2 separate regions of the Astyanax mexicanus genome follow, and region 1 is linked to region 2. A link is a contact called in public Hi-C data. All regions are on one chromosome and are shown on one strand. The core of a region is the stretch at or near the end of the contact, and the rest is flanking DNA. Distances in the headings are between cores, read along the strand shown.

Region 1 (5,043 bases), core at 2,410-4,909, 65 kb after region 2:
CTGATCTTACTGTGGATTCTACATCAGTCAGTGTTCTAGATCTGTTTAACACCAGTAGCAGCTTTTATCAGTCAGAAAAGGTCATCTGACCTACATTCACATATGAAGAGACTACATTTACATTCGGAACAAGCACAATAAGCAAATTTGTTACCTTCACATTTTACTGCTTGTTTAAACTACAGTTAAAATATTAACAGATCTCCACTAAAGCTGACAGGTAGAACAGTAACTAATGAAGAACCCACAATAAGTTCAGAAACCAAAACATCTGAGATGTAACAGCGTGGAAGAATATGGGCTCAATACTTAGCAACAGAAATGCCACTGTCTGTGTATTAATGCTTTGTAAGCCATGTATGACCTAATTAAAAGGACCATTTCAGAAAGCTAGATTAATTCAGACATTAACGTGAAGAATTTAGTGATTAATATTAAACCATTTTGAAATGTTTAAATTGAAAGCAGTCTAAATGTGAACAAAAATGTGAATTTGATGTGAGAAACTAATCTTTGTGCCCTTTTACAAGGAAAGCTCAGAGTTAGGCGATTTACAAATCACTCAAACTTAACTAATTAAGATGATCATGAGTGTAATATCTTTGTAAACAAAACTGAAAAAATTACAGGTGCACAACAAAAATCACAAGGGTAAATAAATCAGTGATCATTTTAATAAACTGAATGTACTGAATTACTTTAACACACAAAATGTGATGTAAAAAGAATCAGAATACTATTGGTATGGAGATCATTCATAGGTATTGATGGCATTTTTTTTCTAGGTCAAACACAAAATCATAGAGTTATAGTATGTTTATGTAGCCCCATCCACAAATATGTAGCATTAAGGGTATTGTCTTATAATTCCTCTATCTATGCATTTCTATTTATTTAACTGTCAACTATTCTCTAATTATCATAAATATCATCAGCACATATTAAAATAGGAAATGAGGTTTTCAAAGGCAACCAAAGACAATGGAATAGATCCATGACATTTAATAAATAAATAATAAGTACATAAATAAAAATAAATACACTGATTCTGTAAGAACAGTGTTTCTCAACTCTGTTCCTTAAGGCCCACTTCCCTGTACATTGTAGTACTGTTATTGCATTTACACACCCACTTTAAATCAATGATGAGCTGTTAATGAGCTGATTAGTTGAATCAGGTGTGTTATAGCAGGAAAGACACTATAAAGTTAATGGCAGCGGGCCTCATGTAGCAGGGCTGAGAAATACTGCCATATAGCATGCAATAAATCTTTTTAGAACTATGTAGAAAACCTTTATTTAAAGCATAACTGAAACGTGACAATACCAATATGTGAACTCAATTCAAGTGCAAAGACTATAGTAAATTTGATAAACAATGGCTTGATTTCTTTGAAAATCAAGAAAGATCTCTTATGCAATGGTGATAAAAATGGCAACATTAATGAAAGCTATAAAAAACAGGTTCAATATTTTGTTTGGACTCGACCTCAGCCAAAATTAATCAGTTTGATGCCTTCCTACTAAGCAGACAATCATTTGGCAGCTGTAAATATGTTCAAGAAAGAACAAGGAAGGAATAACAAGGAACAGCAGCATCAGATAATGTTCACTTCAACCATTTGAGCATGGCATGATTGTTGGCATGTTTCAACTGCTGTTTTGAGATCTGAGCAACATATCTGTAGAACAAATTGATTTACAAATTGTCATAAAAAAAATCAGCAGACTGGTTCAAGTTGTCAGAAAGGCTACAGTAACTCCTAACCACAGTATAAATTGTGGTGTATCAGACAAGAACAGAAAGGTGAGGCTGCAGTGAGCACAGGCTTGTGATAGCCGGCAGCTAAAGACAGGTGCTAAAGTGTAACCTTGCTTAATAACTCTTAATTTCTGCTGAGGTAAAAATGGTAGGTTGGGACCCAACCAGCTACATGTTTACTGTCCAGGCTGATGGAGGTGGTGTAATGATGAGGGAGAAGTTTTCATGGCAAACTTTGACTATGTAAATATCAATCCATGAATCATCACTTGATTTCCACCAACTTGATCAACACTTTTGGGGCAAACCATGTGCATCACTACATGACCACAATTTACAATTTTATAATAGCATTTTACAAAGCAGGTCATCTCAAATTGGTTTCATGAACATAGCGGTGAGCACAGTGTTCTTCAGTGATCTAAACCCAACAGACCACCAGGAGTGGCAAAAAGTTATCCAAAAGCAGTGTGTAAGACTGGTGGAGAAGAGCATGCCAAGATGCATGAAAACTGTGATCAAAAACACGGTTGTTCCACTAAATATTGACAATATAAATGACAATATTTTTATTTGGAATTTGGGAGAAACGTTGTCCATAATTTATAGAATACATCCGCTTTGAACTATATTATCTCTACCTAGTAATAAATACTGTTTCTAATAAAGTTCAGTTGACAACTTTCAACCACCAAGTAAATAGGACATTTATATCACAAACCATTTCCTAATTGTGCTCGTTACAATATAATTATGATATTGTACAAACAATGAAAAAGTCAAGGGAAAACAGCTAATTTTTTATTTAAATACTGAATGTATATGCACACTGAGCTGTCCAGCACTATGACTAAGCATGCTTCAATAATAATAATAATAATAATAATAATAATAATAATAAAAGTTATATTTTACTGTAATAAATCTAGGCAGGTTTGCTGACACTAGATTTTATAGCTTTTAACCAAATGATCAGATCTCAGCATACAGAATTCCCCAATCAGCCCAAGCTGAGCAATGCTGACATTCCCTCAAACACTGGAGCAACACAACGACCTGTCCATCCAGATCAGACTGTGAGCTGTCAGTCTGAAGGTCTTAAAGGCCTGAGGTCTTCATTAGCTAGAAAAGGGACTTTCACGATGGCTGAATCTTGTGTGAAACTTTTCAGAGAGCTGAACTTGGATGAAGCCTTTTCTAGACTCAGACCGGGAGACTAGAGCTGCTCTGTTCTTTAAAAGCGTGTTAAATCTCTCCCGAGTCTTCTACACACAGCGCCTTGACTGGACAGCGACGAAACACCGATGGACCGCCGACGGACTCCGACCGCTAGCCGAGCTGAGCTAGCACAAGTTTCATCTTCAAAAGCAACTCGACCAAACGAGCAGGAGGGAACGGTTCAGGGGTAAAGTGTCTCACACGAGGGAACTAAAGAGTAAACACGAGCTCGGCTCTTTATACTTCACTAAAATCTCCCTAAAAACCGCAAAACAACAGCACGAAACTCGTCCAACTCAAGTTAGCCTCGTACACTCACGTTCGACTTTTCCGTTCCACCTTAAATGGCGCAAGCACCGCGTTCAGAGTTCAGAATGTGAACTCCTGCGCCATTTAAGGTGGAACGGAAAAGTCGAATAAGAAGACCCGATCCCTCCGTGTTGTGAGAGGGGGGAGGGAGGGACAAACAAAAAATACACCAAACAGCCGCGCAAAGCGGCCCAAACCGCCCGGGACCGACCGCCGGCGTGTCGTTACTCACAGTTCGGGGGCTCGCAGGGCTCTGTCCGCGGTTAGATGCCGAGTTTAGGCTCCTGCTCTGACCTTCGCTCTGGGGAAGCAGCAGTTGAGCTCAGCGCCGCCGCCGCCATGTTGCCTTTGGCTGCTGCTGATCTACTGCGTGTTGTTGATCTGCACGGTAAGCCCCGCCCCCTGGCACCGGATTGACCAGTACTGCATATTCACGCACAGTCACGACGTTACAGAACGACAAATCCCCGCCCACCATGCGCGCTGATTGGCTAACACTTCATTCACACAGGCAGTCACGACCGGAGCGTCATGACGTTCTGGAACATTAAAGAGCCGCCTCTCGAGCGACGGGATTGGTTGATTGTTCGCTTTCTTTTATTACACTTTAATTTATTTGGTGTTTATTTATTTTATTTATTTTCTCATCACCACAAGCGCCGCCCATCCTGCGCCAGGATTGGCTAGATAGTTTGACTTTATTTCAGCCCAACTCAATTTATGTTCCTTTTTATTTCTTTTCCCTTTACCCCTTGTATTTAATTAATTTTAATTAATTGTGTTTATTATTTTCCCCACTGTCAGAAATCATATCCAACTTTTAATAAGATTGTCTAGTTCCATTATCTTATTTTATTAGGGTTGAACATTCTCGTTTTTTTTCCTCTCATTTTGGTGTTCTAAAAGCTAAAACCCTACCCATCATGCATGCAGTTTGACTTTATTTAATTCTAATTCGATTTCTGTTTGCTTTTATTCCTTGGCCTTTTGCTTCGAGGCAAGCCCCTCCTATTGTATTTTATTTTATTTTAATTTATTGCGTTATTTATTATCTATTATTTATATGTAATATATATATATTTATTTATATCCGTTTAACCCTCATTGCACCATGTTCAGTGCTCAGGGTTGGCTATTTTTGTTTTGCTTTTTTTATTTTTTATTTTATTTTATTATATGTTTTTTTTGTTCACTCAATTTGTCGTTCCAAAGGCTTAAAGCCCTGCCCCTGTGCGCTCTGATTGGCTAGTACAGTTCATTCTATTCTAACCGGTCCAGAACGCTCCTGACGGATGACTTGTGAGTGTAAACTACCAACCAATCACAGCACTTGACTGGCGGTGCTTGTCCAAAAAGTGGTGATGAAATAAATAAACATTAAATGGGAAAAAAAACATAAGTTTGAAAATGAAAATAGTTGTAAGGTAATGTAATTTTGATTGTATTTATTTTAAGGATTTGTTTTTATATAAATTGGTTGATTAAATACTTTAGTATTAATACTAAACACTGTTACATCAGCAGCTTGTGTGTGAGACAGAATACCATACATTTAGTAATTTCTTATGCTTTTATTCATACCTGCCTAACCAAATGTACAGTAAGCATGTGTAAACTGTAAACTATGGGTCAACAATCTCATCCACAATCAGCCGATGTGTGTGAGTGAAGGTTTTCATCATACCTGATTCTATGTTCAATCAGCTAGGCTCAGCCTGTAAACAAGTGGTTACTTGTACAGTGTGTGCTTCTGC
Region 2 (4,915 bases), core at 674-3,173:
TTGTTATTTAATATATAATATGACTATGATGTCATACGCAAGTACAAGATAAACAATAAAAATTAATAAAAATATAAATATGTTGAGAATTTTTTTTTTTTTTTTCCATAATCCCCCTGCTGAGTTCACGACTATATCTACATCTGTATTTATTTACCATTGGACATCATCTGACCCTGCAGCATGGCTCGGGGTCCTGGCTGTCCACTGGCTCTCATTCCCATGTTGGGGTTGGCATTCTGAGCCATGCGGGCCTGCAGTGCCCCCTGCTGGAGAGGCTGAGTGGGGGGAACTGCGGAGGATGGTGAACTGCTGACTACTCCGGACCCCTGAGACACCCACACATCCTGCTGGAGACCTGCACGTCCACCAGCACCACTCATCACTGTGAGGCAGAGAGACAGGTGGAGAGGTGTATGAGAGAAAGAGTGAAAGAGAGGAGTAAGAGAGTAAAAGAAATATTATTTTAAACGTCTCGCTCTGTGTGCGTGTGTGTGTGTGGTTGGCTGGGGAGATCCACTTACCTGGCATATTGGGCTGGTTGTGCATGACCCCTTTGTTTCCCAGCATGCCTTGCTGCTGCTGTTGCTGCATCAGGGAGTATGGGCTGGTGTTCCTCATTAGAGGGTACTGACCTGGAGAAGCTTTAGCGGCCATGTTCATCTCCAGAGAAATACTTTGCCCAGGAGTCCGGCCAGGATGCCTTGGACCACTAAAGTCTAAACACACAAATTAACACGGTAAATGATACAGATTCACAAAAAACACACAAAAAACAGCTATAACAACATTTAACATATTGAAAGAAATAACCTTGGGCCAAACAGGGTAATAAAGTGCTAAGGACTGTAGACACTTGCTTACAACGTGGACTGAACTGATTGTTTACAGGAGCTGTAGAAGAAACCAGTCCCATTTCAAACTATTTATAAATTTACATTATTTTCATTACTACTAAGGGGGTGGGGCATGGGAGGTTTTTTTTCTGGTTATTTGGTTAGAACATTTGGTGTAACCACAGATCGATTGATCTAGATTACAACTACACCAATAACAAATAAATAAAAACTAAACAAAATGACTACTATTTTGTACAGAGGAAATAATAACAGAACATTCTTGGCCACATAATTTGCAGTTATGGAGTCACTTAATTAATATCGTTACAGCATCAAGCATATCCCCTTAATCAATTTTTGGAGGGAGTTTTCCCTCCACAAAATGTAAGAGGAGACTTCTAGATTCTATAAACTATTTTTACCTTTACCCACAGACTCAGCCCCAATTCATTGGAAGGCAGTCGATATAGGTCCCCATACAACACTTTCATGAAAGGTAGGTAGCTATGCTATAAACAATATTAATTAGCTTTCTGGATTCTTATTTCAGACTGTATTTACTTTGGAAGATACAACCATAAACCATCTAAAATCAAACAAGCCACTTTTAAGAGTTTCATTCTGGCTTGAAATAAGTTAAATATAGACGTGCACATAGTCTGACATTGTTACAGTAAAAACCTACACCGATGTATTCACACACTATGCACTGATTTACTTTGATTGATTGTGTAAAAAATGTGCCCTAAAGTGATTGAAAAGTTCAAAATATTTAAAAACTACCTCAAATAGTCTGAATAAATCAGCCTGGACAAAATGTTTTCCACAGTCTACGCTAAGATTAAGAACTCAGCCAGACTGTAAGAACTGAGCAGTGTTGTTTATGTACGTGATCACAGTTTAGACACGCCATCAGTCCCTTTACCAGTTAATCTGCACATGTATGTGTGAATGCAAATGTATGTGTGTGTGTGTGTGTGTGTGTGTCTCTCACTTTGCTGTGCCATGACATGCATTACTCTCTGCTGCTGCGTGGCTCCGCCCTCCCCAGTGATCTGCAGGATGTCATTGATGATGGACTGCTTGTCCACTGCAGCAGGCAGAGAAACGGGCCGGCTCTCGGAGAATAAGCCTGGCTGAGCGTTGTGCAGGTCATCCAGGATGTCATCCAGCTCACTCGACTAAACACACACACAAACACACACACACAAAAACAAAGAGTTAAAAGTCAATACAGAATCAAAAATGATTTAAGATTTTCATTTCACCTTAATTAAAAATTAAATATAACAACTAAAAAAAAGTTTTAAAAAGTCTTCAGATAAGAACTTCAGCTTTATTGTGTTAAAATTAAATACAGTATGTAAGATTTATACATGTTTAGATTCTGGAACTATTACATGCACAGCTAAAACATATGAAAAATGTAAATGAGTTATAAAAACATACTGTGATACAAATCTTTGATCATACAGCCCAGTCTTAGTTATATTATATTTAAAAAATTATATATTTTTCTGATTTACAAGAAAAACAAACAACAAAATATCTCAGAAGTTGAGCCACCACAGATGTATTGCCTTATTTGTTGGCCAGTCAACTAACGTTAAGTGTAGTTGGACACGTTGGCTGATGATCTCACTATTTTTTTACCTGATCAAGACCATAAAGTATTTAAGGGTTTACACTCTTTAAACAAAATTATTTTGTTTAGACCAGTACTACATAATTAACTGCAATCAACAATTTTAATGTGCAACTTTAATCCTGATTAACAGTGGTAAACTTGATTCCTGGGCAAACCCAAAATCCAGTAGTGAAGACCTCACTAACCAACTGTTTCCCTTCCCTGTAAAATCTATAGTTACGTGTTACAGTGGGGTTTGAAAACCTGAGACTTATATCCCACCATACAGATAGGAGGACACACGCTATGCAGCTAACGCTTTCCTGTTGAACACACACACAGAGACAGAGACAGAGAGAGTGAGAGCGAGAGAGAGCGAGAGAGAGAGAGAGAGAGAGAGAGGAATCTAGGCCAACCTTCACACTGAGTTAAAGGAGGCTGAATATTACTCCATTCGCTCTGGATCAGTTACCATTTTAAAGGCCAACACACAACATCAGCTCTTTCACTTCAAACTTAACATATCTGAAACCCACACACACAGGTCAGAACGCAGCATGACTTCACACAGCACACAAAGTGTTTTTTGGCTATAGCTTCAATGTGTTCTTATTCAAGCATAATGCTATTAAATATCCAAAACCAATAAAGGACAGCATCCTGAAATCCTGTACGATCAAAAGCAGTAATAAAACTTCAATTACAATTAATCAAAAATATTTGTTCCTATCCATCATAATTAATCTCATTATTTCTATTACAAATGCATTATTAAATCACAGTTAATCAGAAATATTGACATTGTTTTAAAATCTGCTTGTCAATCAAAATTGACCCCATTATTTTAGAGACAATTGATCATATTAATTCAAACAAATTACAAGTAATCACATAATTGTGCATAGCCAATTTAAATGGCATTATTTATTTTTTATTTTGTAATTACAGATCAGAAGCAACGTTTCTGTTGCAGCTAACCACAATTAAATCTCATTATTTTGTACAGCCAAATGTGGTAGGCATTACTAATAATCTGAAAATGCAAATGTAAAAGCTGTATAAATTGTACAAGAAAAGCTAAAAAAAATAATAAATAAATAAAGACAGTATAAAACTTTCTCTCGAACGTTATGTACATAAAATATACTTAACATTCTTTTTTTTGTTCTTTAAAGCGAATATATATCTCTCAGGCAGCACCTGTAGGAAAAATGGCTAAATTGCTCGATAATATGAATAATATCTAGGCTCTGCCACCAGGGGGCAGCACATATGACATCTCTATTACAGAACAGTAAATTAATGAAGGCTCAGCAGCTCAAACTCATCAACTATTAATGCATACCTCATAACACACCCATATCCCTCTCTCATTTTCATCCCTCACTCTCTCCCACTTTCTCTTTCACTGCATTTATTCCCATCTCTCTGCCCTCAAAACCCTGGGCCACAACTCTCTCCATTTCTCTGTATGCAGTTAACTGGTTACAGTGAGCTCTCATTACTAAGTTAACTACGCCAGACTGCAAACTCCTGTGTGAAACTACCAAAGAACTTTAGTTTAGAGAAAGGCAGATGCTGTTTTTAATTTAACTGTACAGAAAGAAACTCGAAAACAGAACTGAAGTAAATCATAAGCGGCCTGCAGTGACTAACCAATTAGCTCAGATTAAACTCTGTCCATCTTTTACTTTTACTGGACTGTAATGAGGAATGATTTCCCCCCCTGAATGCAGGTTCGTCCAAGTTATTAAAACACTAACTCCAATCAAATCTATCCATACAGTGTGTCTGTAATACATCTCACACACAGACTGTAGTGTGACCGTGATCACAAACGCTGCTCTGATTTCTCACTCATCAATAATTCACATAAAGGGAGGGAGAGAGACAGGAAGAGAGAGGGACCTCACCAGCTAATACTCTGATTTTTTGTACACACTGCCCTGAAGCTAAATGCTATCCACATGTTTGTTTGACAGTAAATGCTAGCTGCCCTGCTATATCTGAAGCTAAACATTAGACACACTATTGTTTTTGAAGTTAAACACTAGCCACACTGTGGTTTTTAGCACATCTGTTTTTGAGGCTAATGTTAGCAGCTAGTCAGTTATTGTTTATAATGCTACAAGGTAACCACACTTAAGTTTAACACTAAACTTTAAAGCAAGCAACACTTTGGTCTCTGTAACTACATTCTAACCACACCTTGTCTGTTACATTAAATACTAGCCTTATTGTGGTCTCAGAAACAACAGCTGCACATTTGTTTCTAAAACTAAACACCAGCCGTACTTGCCTGTAAAAAGCTAATTGCTAGCTACTATTTTGTTTCTGATGCATATTTGATTTATAATGATAAATGCTATCCAATTTTTGGCAATATGATGCAACATGCTAACACTTGCTTCTGAAGTTTAAAGCTAAGCTTTAGACACATGCCCCACTC

Evidence for each region. Hi-C and Micro-C count contacts between places; a contact is called where the count stands out from the background.
Region 1: a contact with region 2 is called in a Hi-C map of muscle, with 11 times the contacts expected there. The contact joins the promoter of ncoa2 here to the enhancer-like site in region 2. A contact is called at or near these places in 3 of 3 Hi-C or Micro-C datasets (blood and muscle).

What each region holds. Positions count from the first base shown.
Region 1 is chr1:89,706,585-89,711,627 of AstMex3_surface, forward strand. ncoa2 (nuclear receptor coactivator 2) reads right to left here and starts at 3,660. Exons shown (of 22, transcript XM_007260112.3): 1 at 3,522-3,660.
Region 2 is chr1:89,643,443-89,648,357 of AstMex3_surface, forward strand. ncoa2 (nuclear receptor coactivator 2) reads right to left here. Exons shown (of 22, transcript XM_007260112.3): 12 at 1,834-2,020; 13 at 525-719; 14 at 158-385. Among protein-coding and RNA genes, the nearest start is that of prdm14, 21 kb to the left of the region's middle. Within about 2 kb of position 1,924, the one cell type or tissue checked has an H3K27ac peak away from gene starts, as active enhancers do.